Regions from separate parts of the Zea mays genome. Here regions 1 and 2 are each linked to region 3. Evidence: chromatin contacts called from public Hi-C data. All regions are on one chromosome and are shown on one strand. The core of a region is the stretch at or near the end of the contact, and the rest is flanking DNA. Distances in the headings are between cores, read along the strand shown. Region 1 holds the start of LOC100276696. Region 2 holds the start of LOC100272255 (ribosomal protein13). Region 3 holds the start of LOC100272455 (calmodulin).

Region 1 (3,634 bases), core at 303-2,802, 180 kb after region 3:
ATCCTCATCATCTGAAGATAACTCCTTGATAATTGGCCCTTTAGGCCTGCTTGGTTCAGGGGCCTGCTGAATGAAACCACTGCCATTGCTGATACCTTGACCGAGATGTGTCTGGCTTCCAAACATGCCTCCATTGAGATTGCCATGGGGCGCAAACATACTTGGTCCAAGCAAGCTAGGTTGCACCATGCTGCCGAAGGGGTTCATGAAGCTAGGTTGCATCATGCCGCTGAAAGGGGCTGAGAAACTAGTCTGCATCATGCTACCAAAGGGGTTTGTGAAGAAAGGGTCGTCAAAGGGATTTGCGCCACCAAAAAAACCAGGCATAAGGCTCCCTGGTTGTCCAAAGCCACCGGAACCACCAGAAGGGTCCCCGAAACCGAATAAGCCCTGCCTCCCACCTCTTCCCCCTTGCATCTTCTGTTACAGCACCTTACCTAATACAGGCAACATGTGTTAAACAATCGTGTGTCGTGTAGACAGTAAGATAACAGTCGCATAACTCCAGCCTGAGCTCCAGCTCAAAAATCATCAATTCACATGGACAAGTGGCAGCATGGTCCAAATAGGTAAATATATAGCAAACCATAGTGTTAATAACTGAAAATTGCAACATCACACAATCAACTGGAGTCCAGATACTCCTTGTCCCAAGACCAACCTTCATGAATTAGGGGATGAAACATGGCGCCCAAAAACTCATTGGCAGCAATGACATTAACTCTACAATATCATATCTGCAGTAAACCAGTGCTGGAAGAGTGGCAGCTATCCATTTCGAGGAAGCAGACCTACAGCCGGAGGCGGAGCTTAATTAAGAGCAAGCTGCCCAACGTAATTTTCACTGTCTATCTATACGGTAATTTTTGGTACTGTTTATCAATGTTTAGTGATCAATTACTTAGGCTTTCTTCCCCACCACCAAAATGCCCATACAGCAGCTAAGCTAGACAGGCGAAACTATCCCTCCCTCGTCAACCCAGTGCCGGTGAAACGCAGAGCAGAGAACACATGACTTCGTACGCATCCAACATCGCCTTCGGACACCCTACGACCACGCATAAATAAAGTAATTCCCCCGACATGCGCTAGTAGTCTACTACCAGTGCCATCACCCAGACATCATAGGAAATCACACAGTATGTGCCTCGGGCATCAGACGACAAGCAGATACCATGACAAACCTCTGCTTTCCGCAAGGACAGCACTAGCCGTACGCAGTTGGTTTTCTCTACCCGAAAAAAAACAAAATCGAAATGATCACAGAGCCAGAGAAGCGGACGGACCCAGCGTCGCTCGGCACGTCGGACTCGAAACGGACGATCCCTCACTACAGAAAAACGTCGCGCAGATCACCGAGACTTGCACGAACAAGCAACCGAAATCATGGGGCAAATCGCATAGACGGGGCCGGGGAAATCAAAGAGACAGACCTGAAATCTCTGGGGCGCGCGAAGGGATCCGTCCGATCGGACCAGACGGTAGCTCTCAAGGTCTGGGGAATGGCGAACGCGAGCAAGGCAGCGGTTGGGCGAGGCAAAGGTGTGCCCGTGTGGAGCAGCGGTGGAGGTGGAGCCGTGGAGGCGGAGATGAAGGAACCGGAAGGGAGAGTTCCAGAAGGCTAGAAGTGGGCGCCGGCCCATTGAGCCCCAGTTATGCTAGACCCGCATGTATTGGCCCACACTTTGTGGATCAGGTTACTTACATTCACGGCTAAGCCCATGCGGCCCGGTTCTTCTTCTGGTTTCCACTGTTGCGACTGTTGAGAACTACGTTACCACGGATCACCAGATCCGCTCCCTTCTCTCCCGCCAGCAGTAGAGGCGCAAGAAGATGTAGAGAACCCGTCTCCCTTCCCATAAGCACGACAGAGGAAACACACGAGACACTGGATATATGGTTGGGCCTCTGGCCTCTTTCTGATCTCTGTATTATGAGGGGGTGTACAGGTTCCTTATATAGAGATGTGAGACCCATCAGGGGCAAAGTCGGTATTTGCCCACATAACCCTAACTAGGGTTACTTAACACTCCCCCTTGGACGAATACCGCGACCAACACATGCCTCGTTAAAACTCCGAAAAACCCAGTGGAAAAAATGTGGAGAAAGAGTGCATGGTGATACAAATTGCATTTGCACTTTGTTGCCTCGTTAAAAACCTCATGTGAGAAACTTCAAGAAAACTCACCAAGGGAAAAAGAGTACAACAACTGTCACCGGGACAGATTTCGATCATTTGGGATCTAGATTCTATCGAATCTTCTACAAGGGCTAACTTTAGAAATATGCTCCCCCTGATCCTTGCAAAACCATATCAATAAGGCAAAACATCTTCTTCTAGAAGTATATGCACATAAAGATTTAGCAAACGGATTGCATATCCTTGCAAGGACTATTTCAGGAACTTTACCTCTACTCACTTCTAGGATATACGAGGTAAGTGCACGTATCAATATAAATAAGCCACTTTGATTGATGGTGTTCGATCGACTAGATCTATATATATGATAGAAAGTTCCATAAAGGTTCACATATTGATCATCAAGCTCACGCCTTCAGGGCATAGAATATGACAATTATTGTCTCACGGTTGTGATCAATATAAGCATTCGCTCCCCCTGACGATGACATCTGTTAAAGTCGTTATCCCTCATAATTCAAGCATATTCTTCAAGATATATATCTCATTGTTCATCTGGAATAACGAGAATGGATGAGGTTGGGGTGCTATCATTTTCTATCTTACACCACAATTTATACATAGTTGTGCAAAGCCAATAACATGTCCTTCAATAGGACTTAGGGGATAATATAGTTGCAATAGTACATATTCTAAATATGACACATCGCTCGAGGCGTTCATCCATTGCAACATCTATGATGGTGTCACAAAAGTCCATCTAAGATCGTAATCCATGAGGGATTTTTCATCGATCAGATACATCGTTATAGTCTGTCATTCTGGCACAATGGGGATATTTTGCCAGTAACACCTAAACCTTATAAGTTTCTGCCATCAGGGCTTTAGAGGATACCGTAATTCCACATCTAGTAGAAATTACCATGAGTAAAACTCATGGAATGCACATGTGCTTATTCGATGAACTTCAAGTCCTTTGGTACCTCATCTTATTCCTTTTCGGGTCTGTATGGGTCTTTATCCCTTTATAGGGATTATCAAACTTTGGTGTTCAACACAGACTTTGTTTCTTCTGGATAGGTTCCATCTGAGAACGATAGTCTCAACTAGGAGATATTCTCCCTACATAGGAGAGTGATCATTCATCAGGAATGTATTATTCGGTATGAGATTTATATGTTGCATATTTATAATTCAAATATATGAGTCCTCCTAGGATCTCATGACGGATCTTTAGAATCCTATTAACTGCATATTTTAATTCATGCCATTTGCCAGATATATTATATAGCGGAATAGTGTTTATTCAACACATACGTGGGATGGGTCTCTCACAAGACCACTTGAACCATCGCATGCCCCACACATTATTTCAATAGTGCCCATAAATGTCCGAACTTCAAGCTCGCGACTTTCATTTTGCGATTATTGGTTCAACCTCGATTGCATTTATCAATGACCCGATAAGAGAGCTTAAAGCACTCATGCCTAGGA
Region 2 (3,527 bases), core at 426-2,925, 180 kb before region 3:
GCAGCTCATTTGGTCACACGGGCCAGATTTTCATAACATTGCTATTGCGTGCCAAAGGCAACAAACACACTGCACACTAGTAATACCCTGCATGGCAAGCCTCCATATTCCAGCTGTGCATCGGATATGGAGTATGCAGGCGAAACTAAGTGATTGAAGCCTCTACTTTTAGTCCAAAATGGAATATGGGCATACCGAAACATCATCAACATAGCAAGTCCACAAACTCATGGAGCTGGGGATACATCTTATGCACTCTATGAAATTGCACCAAGATGGACATACTACAGCTAGCTATATGGAACAATACCGTGCAAAATATAGCTCACAGATGCATTTCATATAAGAGTGTTCTTTATCAAACACTACCTAATTCTAGCAGCTTCACAATTACTTCCAGCACCAAAAGACCATGGCTCAAATCATCTATAATTTTAACCAGCCTTATAATATCAAGCTTCACACACGGAATTGTAGTGATTACATGATTAGGTAGCAAACAATCAGTAGCATCTGAATACAATCAACAATACACTGACATTAAAAAATTACTACAATACTACACATCTCCTCTGTAGAGATCACCAGACACAGCAGATCAACAATTAACAAGTTAACCAAGCTAATGCCACTTACTTCAGTAGTCATGCTAGTACAAACAAGAACAAACTACAATGCATGGGTTTGAGTGACTTACTACTTCCACGTGGGTGGAAGCTTCTTTGTGCGCTTGTAGTAGCGGGCAAGGCGGTGGATCCTGCTCTCGACAAGAATGAGCCTGAATTTAGAGTCTTTGTCCTTCCTGTTCCTCTCAAGGTGCTTCCTTATCGCCACCGCCTTCTTGATGAGGAAGTACAGGTCCTCCGGGATTTCGGGTGCCAGCCCTACACGAGCACATGAAACATGAATACAGTACAAATCACAAAATGCCAACAAGCCGAGGTGGAGCTTCATTAGGGCCATGGCCCCTCCTAGTTTTGCAATTCTATAAAGGATGCTTCAGTATCTTGGTATATTTTCCTGATGAAGCTTTAGATTTGCTAGCCTCACACTCCATGTACATCAGGCTCCGCCACTGGCAACATGTGAATCGAGCGATAGGGATGTAAATGTAATTCTCACCATGGGCCTTGAGGATGCGGAGGATTTTGCTGCCGGTGACACTCTTGACAAGGGGGATACCGTGCTGGTCACGGAGCAGGACGCCGATCTGCGACGGCATCTGTCCCTTCTTCGCTGCCTTTGTGATCATCTCCTCCACCTACCAGGCGACAACACACGTCAACGAACCAAATCCGCATTCCCAACAATAACGAACCAGACGACGGCCGAATGGAATGGAGTCGAAGGAGAGGAGAAGGCTCTCACGTCGGAGGCGGCGGTCTTCAGCCAGGTAGGAGGCGTCCTCTTGTACGGCAGCGCCGACGACGAGATACCCTTCCTGCGTCACGGAGCCACGCAGCCGCCATCAGCACACAGATTCACCACACTAGAAGCAATACCACCAGTGCTACGAGGAAGAGGACAGGAGGGTTACCCGCGGCTGTGCATACGCCCCATGGCGGCGTTAGAGTGTACTATTCGGACGACGGCGAGCTGGCGCTTGCAGCAGCGGCGGCGGCGCGAATAGGAAAGAGACGCGAGTGCGATAGGAGGGAGACGGATTAGGGTTTTCGATACTATTCAACTTATCTGAGAGATTTTCATCTCGACCCTTATGAATACTATTATTGACAGATATCATGGCAAAAACCGCTTCTACCCTTCTAGGCCGTGACCGTGAGATAGCAATTTTACTTATAGATCCGAAACCCGACCGGTGCACGGGTGAAGATTTTGACCCGTGGTTGCACCGCATCGACCTAAAGTTTTACGGGGTTAACCCATGATGACTCACATACACCCAAAATTTAATTTATTCTTTATTTTATAAAAAAATAATATACAATAGCAGTTATTTGAATAAGTAAATTGGCTAATAATTAATGAAATGTTTTATTCATGCTCAACATGAGAAGACTTAAAATTTGTAGATTTAACTCACTTATTGTTGTTACTTAATTACTTATAGCTAATTTATTGTTTCTAAGTAAAAAACAAATGGGTGACCTCAAAACCACCCGAAACACGATGAGTTCATATGCGGGTTTGGAATTGCACCCGCATGTGCGATAGCAGGCGGTTTCATGTAGACTTCTCAGGTATGATTGCAAACAGGTTTTTGGTCCACCCGACCCAAACCCCACTCGTTATCACCCAGTCGGGAAAATGATCATCGTGGGCCCCGGGGCCCACTAGTCAGTAGAAGTGCGTGGGAAAGGTCCACCCTGAAAAGGACCCGCCTCGTATAAAACCCATGGCACCGAGCCAAGGATCGGGCGAGGCAGAGACACAAAGGGGGTCGGCGGATCTAGAGGAAGCCACTCGGGTGGATTCCATGCCGGACCAGGACTAACCCGATGTGCTGCATTAGCTGCGCCTAGCGCCGAGCCACAGAGGGTGAGTCGGACCACTTCCCACTCATAACCTATGGGCTCCTAGGCCTGTGGCCCATTCATGACCTATTGACCTAGGTCTAAGTGTCATGGCCGCCTACAGGCCCCGCAACATGATGAGTCGCGCCGAGACCTAGGCTACGACGGGCAGGGGTCGGTGCGGCACAGAGATGGTGAAAGGGTGGGCCATTTCCAATTATTTTGGTGATTAAATGCTCAACACATTACTCAGAACTAAAACTCCTCTTATGAGCATGAGCACAAGTGTTTATAAAGCAAATTGAAACAATCAAGTCCAAAAGATTAAGGAAAATAAGAAAGCACTTTTGGGCTTGAAATTGGACATATTGCAAACCTCTATGAATAAAAAAGATAAAGGTATGTTTCTAGCACTTAGTCATTTGTTTTAGGTGCTAACAATGTTCATCTAAGTATTAGGGAACTTCTCAAGTCGAGCCAACATATAGTAAAGAATTTTGGCTAAGTATGGCCAGTCTCGGCCTCACAGGACAGTCACCCGAGACGCGCTCGGGCGAATCATGACTGCGCTCGGACGAGTCGGAGATGCGCTCGGGCGAGTCGTGACTGCGCTCGAACAAGTCGGAGATGCGCTCGAGCGAACCGTGACTACATCTCCCGCCAAGGTCGATCTCGGGCGAATCGGAACCGTGTCTCCCGCCGAGGTTGGCTTCGGTCGAATCGGAATTGCGTCTCTCGCCGAGATTGGTCTCGGGCGAATCAAAACTATGTCTCCTGTCATGGTTGGTTTCGGGGCGAATCGAAACTGCGTATCCCGCCCGAAGTTGACCTCGGGCGAATCGTGACTGCCTCGGGCAAGTCGTGACTACCTCGGGGTGAGTCGTGAATGCCTCTAGAGAGTTGTGGCCTCGGGTGAGGTGTGGTCTCGGGCGAGCTATGGCCTCGGGCGAGTCGGTGTGCCAGACGATCGAAGGCGTACAACGATCGGCTCGGCGGATGAAGGAAACAGATCATTGATTGTTCAATCCTATGCACATAGACAAAGAAGCCAGA
Region 3 (3,570 bases), core at 888-3,387:
TATAATATTATTTCTTTTCAATTTTCTTTATTTTCTTACTCAACTATCTCCTGTTTATTGTACTGATGTTGTACGACGAGCAGGAGGGTTGTAAACTCTGAAATAGCGTTTCTTCTGCTTGCTCTAGTTCTGCAGTACTACCTCCGTTCACAAAGATATAACACCGTTGTTTTTTTTTCGAAAATTTTGACCACTCGTCTTATTCAAAATATTTATTAAAAAATTATAAAAATTTAAGTCAAACACAAGCTATAAAAAAATAAATAATAACTAATTATTTATGAACCGAGAGAGTAGTATTTACGGTACGCCACTGAAGTAACTGCATGATTATAGCATTTGCTCTAGCGTTTGTCATTGCGGCTAGCGTTTATAGCATTTGCTTTAGTTGCATTATTTTTAGATGTCCCTTAAAACTAATTTTTAGGAGTAATTTTCTGGAGAGCTCTTAGAGATACTCAAAGAGAACTACCATCCAGAAAATCACTATACATGCTTAGAGACGGAACAACAACAATGCAGCATGTGGCCAAAATCTTATTATCAGAATGCTGCATTCTCCATGTGACTGCATTCTCCATGTGACCATGTATAAAATTATGAAGTTTTTTTTTTTTAAAAAAAAAACTCCTATATAGCTTTTACCAAAAAAGTGTTTCAATACAAGCATGGAGAATGTGAATTGAGCTTAGATAAAAACTAAAACTGCATGAAGTCACGATTAGTTAATATTTGATTGATAATGGAGGAATATATGCCTATGAGACACTAGTTCATGGAAAGGTGGTAACCCTAACAGTTGACACACACACAAAAAAAACTTTTCAGCAAAACTGAAACGTGTGATGGCGGCCATTGGCCAATTCATGTATATGGAAGCAGCTGCTTATCAGCAACATGCTCTGAAAAGAAGCAAATCACTATTGCTGGCTCTTTTATGAATCAAATTACAAGTAGCAGTGACATGGACCAAGAGAAGGAAGTAAATGTGGAGCAACAAGGAATAATCCAATCCAATGAGACTGCTGGACAATTGGACTAGTCGATTGACTAAACCACAGGTCCAAAATCGCTATCTTCACAAGCGAGCAAGTTTTTGGACAATCCCATTGCATGAAATTGAAATGGGAAGACTGGCAATCAACACAACACGGGTAGGCAACAAACATTAGAAATCCTAAAGCAGGCCAATGAAATTTCCAGATTCCAATACAACCTATGACCCAAACAAAAGTAGCACTAGATCAGCATGAATACATAAGCCAGTGCAGATCATAGCAGAGATTCGTTACCAGGCAAGCCAAAATCAGTGACAAAGGAGGCAGACCCACACTTTACATTACAGGTAGCTAAGCAAAAGCACCATCAGCCAGATCTACTAATAATTAATCGTTGATTGGTTGATAATCACACAGCAACCATTATCCGTTTTATCCGAACAGTCTCGGAACGAAGAGGAGGCCAGATTGAATTCAAATGAGCCAGCCATAGAAGGGAAACAAAATGAAATCACGGGGATGGAAGACGAAGTTATTACAGACGAAGAGCGCGCGAGGGTGGATCGGCGGAATGGAGACTCGGAGGGGACGGGATCATTTGGCGACGATGCGGCGGATGAAGTCGTCGTAGCGGATGGTGCCGTCGGGCGCGACGTCGACCTCGCGGATCCACTCGTCGAACTCGTGCACCTCGAGCTTCTCTCCGATGGAGGTGAGGACGTGGCGGAGGTCGGCGACGGCGACGGTGCCGGAGCCGTCCTTGTCGAGGACGCGGAAGGCGTCGCGGAGCGGGCGGTCGAAGGGCTCGGGCCTGAGGTGGGCGCGCATGAGGCCGAGGAAGCGCGGGAAGTCGAAGGGCGCCGTGAGCTTCTCCTGCGCGGCGATGTCCCGGAGCTGCGCCTGGGTTGGGTTCCCGCCGAGGGAGCGCATGAGGACGCCCAGCTCCGTGGGAGCGATGCGGCCGTCCCCGTCCGTGTCGAACAGCGTGAAGGCCTCCCGCATCGAGGCGATCTGCTCCTCTGTCAGGTCCTTGCCGCCCATCGCCGCCGCTGGGGTCGTCGGATCGGGGAGCCTGAAGGGGGAAGGAGAAAAGGAGAGGAGAGGCGTGTGGCCGTGTGGGCAAGGGCAACTGATTTGGGTGGTCTGGTGGTCGCCGGTGTGGGCGGGTGTCGGGAACAGAACACACCACACACCTTGTCCCGTCTTGTCTCGTCTGGGTGGGCTCGTGGTGGACTTGGGAGGTGCTGGACGAGGCCCACGAAAGGCGAGCCTTTTCATTTTTACATTTTTTTTTAAAAAGTAAAATTTTTAAAACTAGAGAAAATTGGATTCATGCCCTCAAAAGAACCAAATTTGAGATATATATCATTAAAAGAATTTACTTCAGATATATACCATTGAAAGGTGTAAGTTTTTAGCTGCTTAGCTGTGAACTCCACGTTAACTGAGAGTATGACGTCGGGGAGGTAGGTCTGGGAGGTTGGGAAGCACGCCCGTCCAGGTGACCACCGAGGAGATAGGGCAGCACTGTCATTTCCTATATATAAAAGCTGGTAGAAAACGTGGCTTCCTAACCTATCCACATCGTTGGAAATGTCCGTAGTCATTCATTCGTGGATGCTCACATTCGTCGCGTGCTCTCTCGTGCGTCCGTCGTTTTCATCGCCTCTGGACACTTCCACCTTCTACCGCACCGTCATGTATTGTGAAGCTTCCAGCAGGTGCTCCACCCCTCCCCTCTCTGATAAACGCTGTCGCCCGCCATTCCCCCATCCATCCATTTCATCTAAACGCTGCCGACAGGGTGTTGTTCTTGGCCAGGAGCCCTATGCTCCCTGCACTTTCCTGCCATGGCACGCTAGAGATCCATCCCCCTCCCATCCACGTGAACCAATGCGAGGAGACCATCCCCTCTTTCTCAAACGCCCCCCCTCCCGCTGTTGGGGCACCCCCCGACCTAGGGCTCACGGGCGAGCGCCCCTAGCGACCCGAGACACCTCCCTCTCTCCATGTGGCCTGACTGTGATTTGGGCGTGGCTTGCAGCCCTCCTTGCCGGTGACCCGAGGCTTGCGTGCAAGCGCCGAACGGATGAATCAAGTGTAGGGCCTTCGCCACCATGTCATAAAATCAGTTAACTATTTTTCCACTTAGTCTACTTGCTTCATCTCGATTTTCCATATTTCTGATATGCTTATGTTTGCTGAGTCTTTCTGTAGAAATCTTTATGAGACTATTGAAAGGTATCGTAAATCACTTAAGAAAAGACAATCTGGTGAGTATTCTTTATTTCGGAAGTACAATATTATTTTATTAATTGCGTTGACTAGAATCCTTATGAGCTTCAATATCTTGCATATGTTTTGCAGTTGCACACATCAATGCATGCCGATATTCTTCATGAAAAGCATTTGCAATAAAATTTTAGTTGATGTAGATTTATTCTTATGAGTTATGACATTCCAGTTTGTTCTTTCTATACAAAGCAAATCTTCCTCCAATATTCCAAGCGTAATACAAAAAATTCTTAGCAGCTTAACAAAATGAAAAAAGTGCAGTAGCTAAATTGTATAT

Evidence for each region. Hi-C and Micro-C count contacts between places; a contact is called where the count stands out from the background.
Region 1: a Hi-C map of ear shows a contact between it and region 3, with 2.6 times the contacts expected there. The contact joins the promoter of LOC100276696 here to the promoter of LOC100272455 in region 3. A contact is called at or near these places in 5 of 25 Hi-C or Micro-C datasets (bundle sheath, ear, endosperm and 2 more).
Region 2: a contact with region 3 is called in a Hi-C map of leaf, with 5 times the contacts expected there. The contact joins the promoter of LOC100272255 here to the promoter of LOC100272455 in region 3. A contact is called at or near these places in 2 of 25 Hi-C or Micro-C datasets (leaf and tassel).

The regions. Positions count from the first base shown.
Region 1 is chr4:39,428,707-39,432,340 of Zm-B73-REFERENCE-NAM-5.0, reverse strand. LOC100276696 reads right to left here and starts at 1,552. Exons shown (of 7, transcript NM_001150423.1): 1 at 1,434-1,552; 2 at 1-437. The coding sequence starts at 417.
Region 2 is chr4:39,781,440-39,784,966 of Zm-B73-REFERENCE-NAM-5.0, reverse strand. It overlaps LOC100272255 (ribosomal protein13), which reads right to left and starts at 1,675. Exons shown (of 5, transcript NM_001374568.1): 1 at 1,538-1,675; 2 at 1,369-1,441; 3 at 1,123-1,261; 4 at 698-884. The coding sequence starts at 1,560.
Region 3 is chr4:39,605,435-39,609,004 of Zm-B73-REFERENCE-NAM-5.0, reverse strand. It overlaps LOC100272455 (calmodulin), which reads right to left and starts at 2,137. Exons shown (of 1, transcript NM_001146929.1): 1 at 1,312-2,137. The coding sequence starts at 2,039. The coding sequence ends at 1,593. LOC103653127 (a long non-coding RNA gene) reads left to right here and starts at 2,698. Exons shown (of 3, transcript XR_002268700.2): 1 at 2,698-3,098; 2 at 3,216-3,271.